Linked DNA regions of Anas platyrhynchos: region 2 is linked to region 1. Evidence: chromatin contacts called from public Hi-C data. All regions are on one chromosome and are shown on one strand. The core of a region is the stretch at or near the end of the contact, and the rest is flanking DNA. Distances in the headings are between cores, read along the strand shown. Region 1 overlaps LOC101805192 (a long non-coding RNA gene). Region 2 has its middle 51 kb from the start of TBX3.

Region 1 (6,588 bases), core at 2,295-4,794:
TTTCACCTTTCTTGGGAAAACAAGGAAGTTGTCCCTCCATTTATAAACTGGAAACTCAACTATAGCACAAATGATGCCATCCTGAAATTCTTTGCCTAAACCAGGAACTGAATCTGGATGTGCTGGACTGTTCCGCACAGTAACCTTTCTACACTTAAAACTGATTCAAGCTTTGTTTTGCTAGCATTTCCATTAAAACTGGTACCTAGAAACTTGAGTGTAAGTATGGATTAAAGCTCAGGAGGCAAAAAAGTCCAGGATCTAGTGCATTTTTGCTAGCATCTTAGGAAAGAATGAATTATCTTAAAAGACAGCCCCCAAACTAACACTGAAGCAACTGTGACCGACCCTGCACTGGTACAAACATCAGCCATTGACAGATTATAGAGCTTTTATTACCCGTGATCCCAATGGTACCCTTAATCCCTGGCTCTAGCACTTTTCCCTCATTAGGCTCCTCGTGTGAAGAGCATGTTCTTCTGATACCATTATTCAGAAGCTGTTGCTAAATAGCTCCTGAATTTATTACCTTCTGCTGGCTGTCAGCTACAGCATCTGTAGTGGGAGTCCCTTTCTCCTCTCCGAGTAACAACAGCAATGGTACAAAATCCTTGTCTTTTAGGCAGTGTTTGAGTTTGACATGTATTATTACATACTCACAAACCTATGCTGAATTTTATGGTCTCCTTTATAATATGCTGTTCAGGAAAAAAAAAAAAAAAAGGAAGAATGGAAGGGTATCAAATTGATCCAGTCTCATTCCTGACTCTAAATAACTGACAACTGCATAGACAGCTAATTGTTTCCTGACCCCTGCTTATTCAATTTTTAAAGAGTTCCCATAGATAAATGTTATATAAGTGGACCTTTGCTTTTGCCTCCCTCCCAACCACCCTTTTTGACAGAAGACAATATCTGTGCTTCAAAAAGATGTTTATGATGGGCTGGAAAGAGTTAAAACCTCATCTTCCACTCCTCCCTCTTTATCGTTTTAATTGGCTGTTCTGATGACCTGACCACCTCTTTGATACGCATCAAATGCCGGCCCGTGAAATACAGAGCATGTCAGCCTGCCGAACAAGGGTCAACCCGATTGTCAATAAGGCCATCAATCAGACCTGGTGGCATGATGGATCCAATCCAGACCAAAAGTCCCAGCTGGAAACGAAAGAGCCTCCCCGCTGATAAGGCGGTGTGCAGCGCAAGGCCCGACAGCTCGCACCAGGGTCACCAGCCTGGAGGCCACGAGGCGGCAAACTTCAAACTGGAAAAAGGCAACAGTGAGCAAACAACAAACCCCCCAAAACCAACAAAAAAAAAGAAGCCCTCTCAGCCAAGCCAGCGGTGGTTCCGAATCAAAGAAGCTCAGTGAGGTGAGAGAGAGACAGGAGGCCATGCAGGGAGGCGACAAGGGAGGCAGCGTGGAGGTGACCTTCAAGGCCGAAATAGCACACGTCTTGGGTAATGCTTTGCACCCTCATGCTTCTCCTCTGGCCTGTCACCACAGATAGGAAAGGGTGGCACTGCCACAAATGAGTGCCACAATTGTACAAAAACGCCTTCACCCCTTCCTCACCCTCCCTCGTTCTCCAGTGAAGCAAATCAAGGAACAGATCCAAGGGAAAGCCAACCATAATGCCTTCTGGAGATTTTTTGGGGACCACCAGGGAGCTGTAAAAATGCCTGTGCTAGCAAGGAGAAAGCAAGAGTTTAGGAATACTGCTGCTTAACTTCCTGGGTGTGATGGCTCCACTAGCTGCAGTGGTGGCTTATTTCTCTCTGGACAGTCATCATCACTGCAATCTACTTAAGATCCTCTGCTTAGGGATGGGATGTAAAACAGGGGTGATATTCCAAATAACTCTGCAAGGAGAAGCATCTCTGAGATGTCAGTCATTCCAGAAGCAGGATGTTCAGGTGCCATGACCACACCATGGACACTGGGGAAAGGCATTCCCTCTTGCAAACCTGAGGAAAGACTTGTTCTTTCCAATGAGGAACTAAATGGCATAGAAAGGCCAAAAGACTTTTTGAGCTTTTTTCTGGCTCCATCATGTCTTGGCCTTCTTTGAAGAGAAAAGGTCTGACCTCTCAACAGATCTAAGGTGTGTCTGTAAGGGCAGAAAACTTGAGACAAAGTGCCTCAGCTCAGCACGTGTCACACGGGTAGTACACACACCCTGTACACCACCATGCCCGTTTCAAACCCACAGAAACACAGAAGCATGCACACATGCCATGTGCTGTATTGAAACACAGGAGCCTGGAAGCAAGATGGATAACGCCAGAAAATACCACTTGGCTTGGAGTACCATCCCTGCTGCTGTTCACGAGAACCTGCTGCCCACGTGCATTCACCAGATGACACCCACCACAGCACATATACAGCCCTTACCACAAACTCACACAGGCATGCACATTTACGCATACACCCCCAAAGACACATCCTCTTTTCCCTGGTGCCCCATCTTTGCTCTGAAGACCAGGCAGTCCCTTGCTAAGTGCTCCACGCCAACTGCCCCAGCTGCCGTGTGCTGGTTTCACACCCTCTGGCTTCCCACCCCTGCCCTCTGCTGCACCTCCTTGTGTGGCTGCTCACGTCTCGTGGCTCAGAGCCTGGTGTGGTGCAAATATTTGCATGCTCTCTGGGAGGAACACAGTGCACTGGCCTCCAGGGGCAGGCTGTCTGCATATTTATTCTGGAATAGCAAACAACGCGGAGAGCAAAGAAGAGAAAAAGCCAGATAAGATAAAAGCGTGTTACCAGGTCTAACATAAAATCAACAAAGACCACAGAGAAAAGTTATCTGCAAAGCCCAGTAAACCCAGCAGCAACTGATTCTAACAGAGGAGCCCTTTTGCAGGTTGGATAACTCAAAGGCTGGGGATACAGAGCTCTTTGTCTGTTGGAGTGCCCAGTATCAGGTCTTTGTAAATCACTGTGTCTTATGACAATTTACATTAAAAAATCTTTTTTGGTCTCTGTCCTGCTCATGCAATGAACCTGCAAATAGCACCTTCATAATGACAGAGCAGAAATAAAAGACTTTCACACATATTATTAGATATGATTGCTCCAGAGCAAGCCGCAGCCTAACATCTGACTGAAGAGTGCTGTGAAACACTGCAGCAGTTCATTTCCAGTATGGTGTGGTACAGGATATTTCTTCTAGAAGATAGATTCACCCAGCTGGAGGGTTTCCTCTGTCATTTAAAAAATATCCACAGTTGATGAAGTTTTAATTCATGTATGTGATTAATTTATAAAGTGAAACAAAGTGTAGTTGTTATACAAACTGCGCAATGATGAATCCACAGGGAAAAAATAGAAGGGAGGTACTAGGAGAACCACATGTGAAAACCATATGGAAGGGTGTTCCACCAGCTTGGAACCAGATGGAAGAAAACATTGTCCCTGGACACTGTACAGAGTCCTACTGATAACACATGATAAATCATTCACTGAGTGTAAGCAGGAGAGTGAACATCACCACATACCAAGCTGCGCAGGGACAACAGGACCACAGGCTGGAGGACGTTAGATAAAAGGCCAGCACTAAATGCTCAGATGTTACCCCTTGTGTAGATCCAATCTCTGCTATTATCAGCAGGGACAACCAGAATAGCTGTAGAAAGAAAAAGCACAGCAGCACGCTTTGAACGCACTGAAAAACCCACAACACAGCTGGGTTTGCAATAATTGGGAGTTGAACATGAATATTGTAGAATTGGGTTGATATTCACCCCTATAAAGAGGACATGAACTTAGCCCTGTACCAACTTCGCTGTATGACCTTTGGCAAGTCATTTAAGGACCTCTGAATTCAAAGGGCATCCTCCCATTTGCTCCAAAGCACTGCTCACCAGCTGCTTTCCAAGCCACACTTCATTTCCCAGGGAAGGAAAATCCTTTCTCCTACACTCCTGCCCACTTGAATTGAGGTTTCTCAGGTACATTGTCTCTCTTCTCAGGAATGACAACTGCTCCCAACAAAAGAGGACTCCAGGTCTGACTGGGTCAGACGAGAGGACAGTAAAAGACACTTAAGTGACACTCAGAGGTAGGTTAGACAGATAATGTGCCTAATATTCAGTAATTTATTTAGCTCATCACTATCAAAAAGCACAGACTTCTGCAGTGGTTCTGCTTGAGCTCAGCGGGCCATTACATTGACGTGGAGTTGCAGATTTCAGACTGACAACTAGTTAAAGCTTTACATCCAGCTCAACTTCCAAATTCTGTTTATGGCCAAGAAGGTCACTCCCGGCCGTCACTCCTCTTCTCTCGCCAGTCTTTCCATTTCTGTTTCGCAGGGAATTTTCTTATTGCGGGGGAGGGAGCCCCATGATAAATATGACTACTTCATGCTCTCAGTAGCTGCCATGTGCACAATTATCTGTATAAGCACCAAATGACTTCTTGCCCTAAGACGGGCCTGAAATTCTCTTCCAAATGCAGTGTTTCTGTTTTGTTTTGTTTTTTAACGGTACACGCCTGTGCAACAGACCCAAGAGCAGGATGGGTCATTGTGCACGGAGACATGCAGACAAGGGAGCTGACCAAAACACATGTAGTATGCGGGACCACCAAAGATGACCCTAAATTAGACCACCCAGTCACTTTGTTGGCTCTATTTTGAGGAGCCCGAATCTCAGAGCAGAAAGCAGTGTCCTCACCCGGGTTCCTTGGCCTGCGTTTTAGACCATCGCGTATCTCCAGTGACTTCCTGCTACTGACCTCTTATAATAAATCATCCTAGCCAGCCTCCCTCCCTCCTGGCAACATCCTGTTCCTTCATCAAAAAAAAACCACCTCCCACTCACAATTCCAAGGTTCGATATCAATCTTAAATAAATGCCTCTCCGGACTCAGCTGCATTCCCTAAGCCACCTTATCTCCTGCCTCTCTAGAATGGCTGCAAATTCAAGATGCATCTGCAGAAGCCTTTCGTGCTTTTTGCATTTCAATTCTACCCTGGTGTTTTCTTTCCTCTCCCCATTTTTTTTTCTTACAGTAAAGAAAATTATGTTCAGGAGAACGTAAACTGCAATATAAATGTGTGCTTATTTTTACTTCAGAAAGGGAAAAAATGGAAGTCCAAAAAGAGAGGGAGCTGGAGTTGTTTTTTTTTTATATATGAAATACAGTGAGAAGAGACCCCACAGGAGAGGTTCTGTTGCATTGTCTCCCTTGCCCTGGCTTCCCTCGCTTCATATCTCGGGTGCAAGAAAACCTGTCAATATATATCTGCCCATCAGAGTACCTTCTTCAGCATCCAGAAGCTGGGGACCAGCTGCGTCCATCACCGGTCTGCTTCCCAGCCAAAGCCTGGCTTGAACTAGGCTTTGCCAACCACAGTGGTGACTGGTTCACGTTGGACTGCATTTATTTTCACTCAGGACCTTTTTCCCTGTATTTTTCATTATTTTATCACTTTCATAACCATTTTTGTTAATAGATTTCCCTCCACCCTCAAAACTTTATGTCCAATCCTTCCAAATGGAAATTACTCAAAAGCAATGACATTTGCCTGCTTACATTTCACATCTGTATCAGGATCTGTGGATACTGGCGCTTACCTGCTCACCTAAGCTTCTCTTTACCTTCCTTTGCTCTTCCCTCATCCTTCCTTGCTTTTACAGACTTCCAAGATGTTTGTGACCAGCTAACCAGCTCCCTGGAGTCCATTTCAATCTTTTTCTCACTTGAGAGGAATTCCTTGGGTCTCCCCAGACTTGCATCTCTCTCTCTTTTTAAAATGTAAGAGTAATTGACTAATTCATTAGCAGTTCACTTGATTAATTAGCCAGTGATCACCTATAAGAAAAGCAGCCATGAGCTAGCAGGCTTCCCAGTTAGAGGAAAAAGCTGGAGAAGAAGCAAAGAAAATGGGCTTTAGTCAGAGAAACAAAAGGGGGTGAATAAGATGGCATGGCAGCCTCCTAAAATGCCCTCAGAGTTTATAAAGTAATCTTATTCCAGCACACACATCCCTCAGATGCCCTCCTTCTCCTTATCATCCAACTCACTCAACCATGTCACTGACATATGTACTTAGCAGCAGTTATCGTCAGTGGCACATAAATAAATGGCAGGTATCAAAGAATCAAGGTCGTCAACTCGTCATGAATATTTCAGAGAGAAGCAACATGAAAAGCTCAAGTGTCCCAGCCTCTCAGATTTCCAACAGAAGGAAAAAAACACAAACCACACGCACACAGGCACGCGCGCACACACATACGCTAGGTCTGCTGGCTTGGCCATCACATGCACGTAGTTCATTTCAAGGCAATACCACATATGTTCCAAGACAATCTGTCACATTTTAAAAATATATAAATATATATTATACATCTCCTCTGTATAATGTGCAAACTCTAAGCAGCTGGCAAGAGGGCAGTGGTGATTTAATGCAAGAAAACTGCACTTTGCTGAAGGGGCTAGGGACTAGATAGCTTGGGCTGTAACAAGAAGCCTCTTTGACAAAGGCACAGAGTGGCATCTTTTCACACAATTATATGTGGGTCACATTAACCTCTGCTGTGCAGGATTCCCTTGAGCTGCTTCTGTCTGCATGGCTCTGCAAA
Region 2 (6,588 bases), core at 1,454-3,953, 97 kb before region 1:
AGGGTGCCATGGGCACCCGTGGAAATCCGGGGCAGCCCAAAATGCCGTGCTGGGTCCTGACCGGGTGCCCCAATTCCAAAGGGACATTTTGGGGGGTCAGCCTGGCTTAGGCAGTGCACACGGATCCCACGCATGCGTCCTTCGCCTTAACCGCGCCCTCGATGCTGGGGTGTGAGAATGCTCAATCCCCTCCAGCTACAGGGGAATTCCCAAGCAGATGGTTAAACTGGATTTCCAGCTTCGCCGCAGCAGCGGCAGAATGGGGGGAACTCAGCAGGGTGGAGGAGCTGGCTCAGGGTGCCCGGTGCTGTGAGCAAGCCACAGGTCTGCCGGCCACTGGGGTTTCAAAGAGCCCAACCTGGGGCATCTGCAGGGCACCTCGAGACCTTCCTGCAAGCCTATGAGCTAGGCAGAAACGTCATAGAAATAACGAAACGCGTTATGGAAATGAAGGGTGTTTGGGGCTCACTTTTAGGAGCTGGAGATCTGAATTTCCCTCTGATCCCTGGGGAATCAGGCACCTAATTCTCTATGTCTGGCTGCCACTGCTGCGCTCCTGGAGCTTCTCCTTCTACCAGGCAGGAGCAGCAGGCAGTGAGCCGAATGCTGGCGGCTTAAAACAAAGGCCTGCAAGCCAATAAAGTTCAACAAAATCAAGTCCCTCGTTTCTTGCTGTCACTCACGGGCCACTGCAGTGTTGACTCTGAAGGGTGGGAGAAAGGAAGAGGGATGGAAAGGAGGTGAATAGGGAGAATCAGGCACCGGGGAGAGACGGCAGCAGCGAGCGCAGCCCAGCCCTGGCTGATGGGTGCAAAAGGTCGGGGATTTGGGAGTGTTTCCTGCACCAACGGTGTCAGCCAGGGAAAAAAGGATCCGGGACCTCCTGTCTGCCTGCCCCAGCCCTGTGAATCTGCTCCTCACATGCAGGTCTCCAGCAGCTGCTCCTTCCCGAGGCGGGAGGAAGGGGGAGAAAAGAAAATGGACACAGCTAAAGGCACCCAAACCAAAACCGTGCCATCAACATGGCTCTGCTTCAGCTCAGGCTTTTCTGCCAGAGTGCAGGAGCCCAGTTATGAGTGCTTTTCTCCCCGGGGTGGCTGCGTTTTCACAGCTTCATGGGCTTTGTGTAGCAGGACCCTGGGGTGGAGAACGAGGAGAACAGTCCTGGTGCTGTCACCAGCCTCGGTATGCAGGCCTGGGCCCAGCTCCTCCTCTCCCCCTGCACCTCCAAATCCATAACGTGAGACTGGATTTGTCCCTAGGGGGAGAGGGGGAAGCACTTCTGGGCACCTCAGTCTTCGTTCCAGCAGCAGCTCCCTTCCCATGGCCCTGTTCCTACACCTCGAGGCGACGATCCCAGGTAGCTTCTCAGGAGCACCCATCGCTGGAGCCAGCCACACTTTTCCAACTCTCCGCTACTTTTTTTTTGTAGGGACATCTGGAAAGACTATGGAAATATGTTCTCTTGAGCCCCCAGGGCTTTCTGCCTCTATTCTCAGCCCTAAATCCTGGCTCGGAAAGCTTTTCTCACAATATTTTCCATGTTCAGTGTGTAGAAGGGTATAAATATGTAGCACAGAGAGCAGCGATGTCTACAAGAATCCTCAAGGCTGTTTGGTTGGACAGCCGGGAGGCTTCCCACCTCCCCCAGGTCTGATTTGCCCAGGCCAGCCAACAGCAAACACCTCGACAAACCTCACAGCCCACGCCACGTTAAGATATTTACATCTGCTGAGAACAGCCCCCCCAGCTCACTGGGGGTGTCTGCATCTCAGGAGGATCAAACATCTGATTTACTCCTGTGCCGAACCCACGAGTGAGGAGAGATCTCGATCCGCCACCATACCTCGAGCCTAAATCCTCAGCTGGAGTCACTGCCCGATATTGGTTCCTATCAGCAGAGCTTTGCAGCTTTGGTCTAAGCTGAGAATCTGGCCACTTCTGACTTAACTAACTTTCTGAAATGCATCCAACAGGAAATCCTAAATCAAAAACACTCTGCATTTTGAGAAGATTCCTCTCCCTCGGATCCAAACCCAACTAAAAGTTTTGCAACTTTTTCCATTTTAGGAATGAGAGGCTTTCTTCTCATATCTTCCTCTCCTCCCAAACAAATAATCAAGTACACAGGAGCCCAAAATATTTTTCCCCTCTGTTCCCTTTATCCAGCAAGCTGACAGCGAAGCCAACGTGTTCCAAACTGGCCAGCTGTGTTCTGACCAGCTGACATTGGAGGCCACAGCTGGGACAGCCAAACGGGCAAGCCTCCAGCTGCAAACAAATGAGGCAACACCTTCAGAGAAGGGATCGAACTCGTGGAAATGGCCCCGATTCAATTTGGAGCTTCCCTGCTGCTTTTCCAGTGACAGCTGCTGGTGAAGGCCAGATTCTCAGCAGGAAGCAGCTGGCCACGCTGCTTCAGCTTCCCTGGGTCCGTGCCTATTTACACCAACTGAGAGCACGGGACAACCCCATTAATGTTTGCTCTGCCATCTCCCTCTTATCATCCTTCAAGTAGAAATAGATGTGTTATATGAGAGAGAGGAGAGAGAGGGAACAACCACCAAAAGTTGTCTTGTCCAGAAATGGTTTCCTGGAACTTAAGCCTTTTTTTTTTTTTTTTTTTTCCTGAAAGGAGATAAAGTTGTTCATTGTTTGTCTTGGCTGCCTATAAACTCATGCTGCTGAGAGCAGCCTTTGATCACAGGGCTATTGGGAGGCTGACCCTTGACAGCCCATCCACTCCCTGCTCTTTCAGCCTCACCAGCCCAGGCCTGATTTCCTTTTTCATAAAACGCCATGAAAAAAAAAATTATCCACACATTATCCAACAGCACTCGCAGCGGTTTAAGGATCCCAATATAACGAGCTCACAGGCAACTTTGCAATCAGCCTTCAGCTTCCCCAAGGGTTTCTGCGATGGGGATGGGGAGGGAGGTGGTCTGGGATCTCGGGTGTCCTGCCATGAGCAGCAGCAACCCCATCCAAGCCTGCGGTGCATCAAACGTGCACCGGAGCGTGTCTAGCAAATGTGCTCTTTGTAAGGGACAAATCACAGCCCTGCCAAACGCGGCTACAAGCCTGAGTTTATTTTGTGTCCTCCTTTCCCACCGAAAAGCTTTTGGACATTTGTGTAGGATTCGTGGGCTCCTGTGATCTGGTCAGAGCTCCCAGCCCTGGCTGGCTCGCCGCACATCCAGAACAGTTTTACTGCATGTGCTGCCCAACCACAGAGGCTAGAGGCACAAAGCACATTCTCCTCTGACACCTAGCAGGGATTTTTTCTATGTAAGGCAATCCGTGTGATGTGACTCACTGGTCCCATGCTTCATGGAAGTAGCAGGCTTAGTTCATTTGTGCGTTCCCAGGCAAGGACAGCCGTATTCCCAAAGCACTGGATTTACAAAGCTTGTGTAAACGATCTGAAGCGTGAGCACGGTCAGGTTGATGCTTCCCAGCTATCCTGCAGAGAGGTGTGATGGCTCAGGTCCTGCCGTCCTCCCCAGCACATCTGCTTAAGACATGCAAGAGCAGCACAGCGCACCCGTGGGACACAGGGGAGTAAGCAGGGATTTTTAAGAAATTAGAGGCACGCATCTCTAACAGCTTTCTTTCTACCAGTGTGGACAAGTGGGTTTTGTAATCTGGGGTGGAAGAACTGGCATTAGCTAGATGTATTAGACATCCCCTTCTAAAAAATCCAGAGGACTCAGAGGATATCCCTATCTCCTCAGGGTCCCTCCTACTTCTCATCTGGGAGAAAAGGTTCCACATTTTTTCCTCTCGAATTCCTGTATGACATTTAAGCTATTAACATCTCCAGCCCCAAATCAGTGCCACTCACATGTGCTGCAGCACTACTATGTTGGCTTAAAAATAAAATAAAATAAAAAATTCCTCTGGTATAGAAATACGTGACTGCCAAGCTACTGTTTAGACCAGACTCAGAAACAAGTCATATTCGTCTTGCACTCAAGTTGTCTGATATGTTAGCTATGAAAATTATCAGACAAAGCCAATGTTCAGACTAACATCTTGCTATTGCATCTGGCCACATACTTTAAAGTTAAGCTCCAGTTGGTTGTGGTCTGACCAGATGTGACTGTCAAAAAATGGCTAATTATTCCCAATTCACAAATAACAGTACCAGGGCAGAGCGGGGAACTATGCGACTGGTCTGTAGCCTCTCAGAAAACTTGTAGCAAGGCCAGGGAGAGAATCTAGTTCAGCTGTAGCCACAACGTTTTCCCTTCTGCTCCAAATTACCTATAAAACCGGGAAAGACAGGGGTAGGTCCCATTTTGGTTAGTATGAAACCATCGCTGGGGAGTAGGGGGGAGCACGGATAAACTTAGGTGAGCAGCTCAGCTGCTGTTTGAGCAACCTGCCCACAGAAACACATTGGACGGGCTCACATGTTCACAAACCCTGTTCCAGTGATCACAATCATGTATTTTTCCCATATACATCAAAAACTCTTCCCAGCCCACCTAAGACAACTATAAAAGCCACAAAAACTCCAAAATACTGTAGCAGAAATCTAAACCTATCAGTGTCCTAAAGCAGATGCAGAATTACATAAAAATGTCCAGAACGATGAAATACAAATGTAAACCCCTTTCCAGCTCTCCCTTTCCCCCAAAAACCAACGTTTTTTCCTCTATTCTAGGTTATCTACCCCACAGTCTGAGAAGGTCGAATGCCATCCACGGGTTACACATACAGTGTGAATCATTTGGACGTCACAGCCTCATTGCCACCTCTTGGACATCAAAATTAAGGTTTGCAATGCTGAATTTTGTCACTCTTTAACGCTGGGCGCACAGTTAAGAGCGAGACACACCCAAAATCCAGCAAAATAAACACACATGAAGGGTCTGGCTGTGGGGACACTGTGTCTGGAACTTTCATAAACACACGTTTTTCTTGTTAGACGCTTACCAACATATGAAAGGACACATTAAAAAAAGTGTAAATAACGCTCCTTGAAACTCTTCCAGGCTCACAGTGCTGTGACAAAGCACCCTTGGGCCACTCTGCCCATTTGCAATGTCATGGAAGTCCCCCCAAGTGACCACGAGGACAGAGACATAACGAACTGAGCTCTGATCCTTGAGTTCCCCGGCTCCATGTCCAGGACCAGGGGGATGCAGGAGCAGGGCTGCATCCCCCACCAGCTCTAGAGAGAGCTTGGGCTGTTGGCCAAGCTGCAGGGATGCCTTCAGACCCGTGGGATGGAGAGCTGGACCTGCAAGAGCTGGAGGGATAAGGTCCGCTGCAGGAGACCTCACAGCTCCAAAGGGCTAGACGTCAGCTCCCAAAGCAACAAGCATCAGAGCGAGGCACAAAAGCTCGCACACCAAGCTAGAAACTGCCTAAAATAGCCAAAAGGAAACTCAGAAATATTCACGTCAACCACACTGTCCTCTAGAAATTCACACACTACATGACTGTGCATATAAATTGCTCACACCCTAAGAGACTGGGGCTTTGAGCTCCCTTCAGCAGCTTTGGAAACTATTATTCCCTTCTGTCCATAGCAGGAGTTACTCACAGCTGCAACGTTAGTCAGATATTTGGCACCAGCTGGCTTCTCCTTATGAAAAAGAAAGCGGCTATGTTCAAAGCTACTAGAATATTTAACTTTGCCCCTCTGTTATTTAAAGATCATGGCCATGGACATCAGATGGGATGGCCCTGCAGGGGGCTGTGGGACATCCAAGGGACAGGTGGCATTGCTGTGTGGAGTTCAGCAGTTCCTCTACCATCAGTTGGCGGTAGGAAGCCCAAGAGCCAGAAGGATGTCTAATTGTGGGCAGAAATTGCGCAAGTCAAATAAATGTCCTCAAAGATCTGGACCTGGAGCCCATCTTTAGCATCCAACAGTTGGGTTTAGGCATCTTTCTGACAGAAGAATTTAACATTATGTTTACAAGACTGACTTCATTGGAGTCTCCTTCCCTGGAGATATTGAAGACCTGTCTCGATGCCTACCTGTGCAACCTGCCCTAGTGAACCTGCTTTGGCAGGGGAGTTGGACCCGATGATCTCTTGAGGTCCCTTCCGACCCCTACAATTCTGTGATTCATTCCTTCTCTCCAACTCCAAGGCACGGATTCATTGCAATTTTCACTATAAGGTCTCTGGGGCTCCTGCTGGGACAACCAGGATTAGAGGAGGCCATTCAAGGTGTATTTTCAGGATGCCCAAAATTTCAAGGGAGTTGCTTTGCGAAAGCCAGCCAACAATGGAGAGCTGACTGAAGGCACAGCGTGTACAAGCAACTGTAGCACCAACGCCTAAGGGCTTGTGGGCAAGGGCTCCCATGGCCAACTAGTCCAGAAATGCTGATGGAGCAGCTGCATCCCCCCAGCAGCTGACCACAACCTGGCTCTGCCACAGAGCTGCCAGAAGGAAATCACTGTGCTCTACGCTATGGTTTCCTAGTCTGAAAAAGAGGCACTGATCTCAAAATCCAAAAGAAAACCATGCCGCAAGCAGATGGAGAAGGAGATAGCAACGTAGCAGCGTTTTGAGATGCTACATAGTTGTGACACAGAGCAGCAGGATGTCAATGTGATTTTAAAG

Evidence for each region. A called contact is a pair of places that touch in the nucleus more often than the background predicts.
Region 2: a contact with region 1 is called in a Hi-C map of liver, with 4 times the contacts expected there. The contact joins two enhancer-like sites. A contact is called at or near these places in 2 of 8 Hi-C or Micro-C datasets (liver and skeletal muscle).

What each region holds. Positions count from the first base shown.
Region 1 is chr16:6,546,592-6,553,179 of IASCAAS_PekinDuck_T2T, reverse strand. It overlaps LOC101805192 (a long non-coding RNA gene), which reads right to left. Exons shown (of 17, transcript XR_011803855.1): 17 at 1-1,264. Among named protein-coding and RNA genes, the nearest start is that of TBX3, 150 kb to the left of the region's middle. Within about 2 kb of position 3,544, at least 1 of the 8 cell types and tissues checked has an H3K27ac peak or open chromatin away from gene starts, as enhancers often do.
Region 2 is chr16:6,642,971-6,649,558 of IASCAAS_PekinDuck_T2T, reverse strand. No RefSeq gene overlaps it. Among named protein-coding and RNA genes, the nearest start is that of TBX3, 51 kb to the left of the region's middle. Within about 2 kb of position 2,703, at least 1 of the 8 cell types and tissues checked has an H3K27ac peak or open chromatin away from gene starts, as enhancers often do.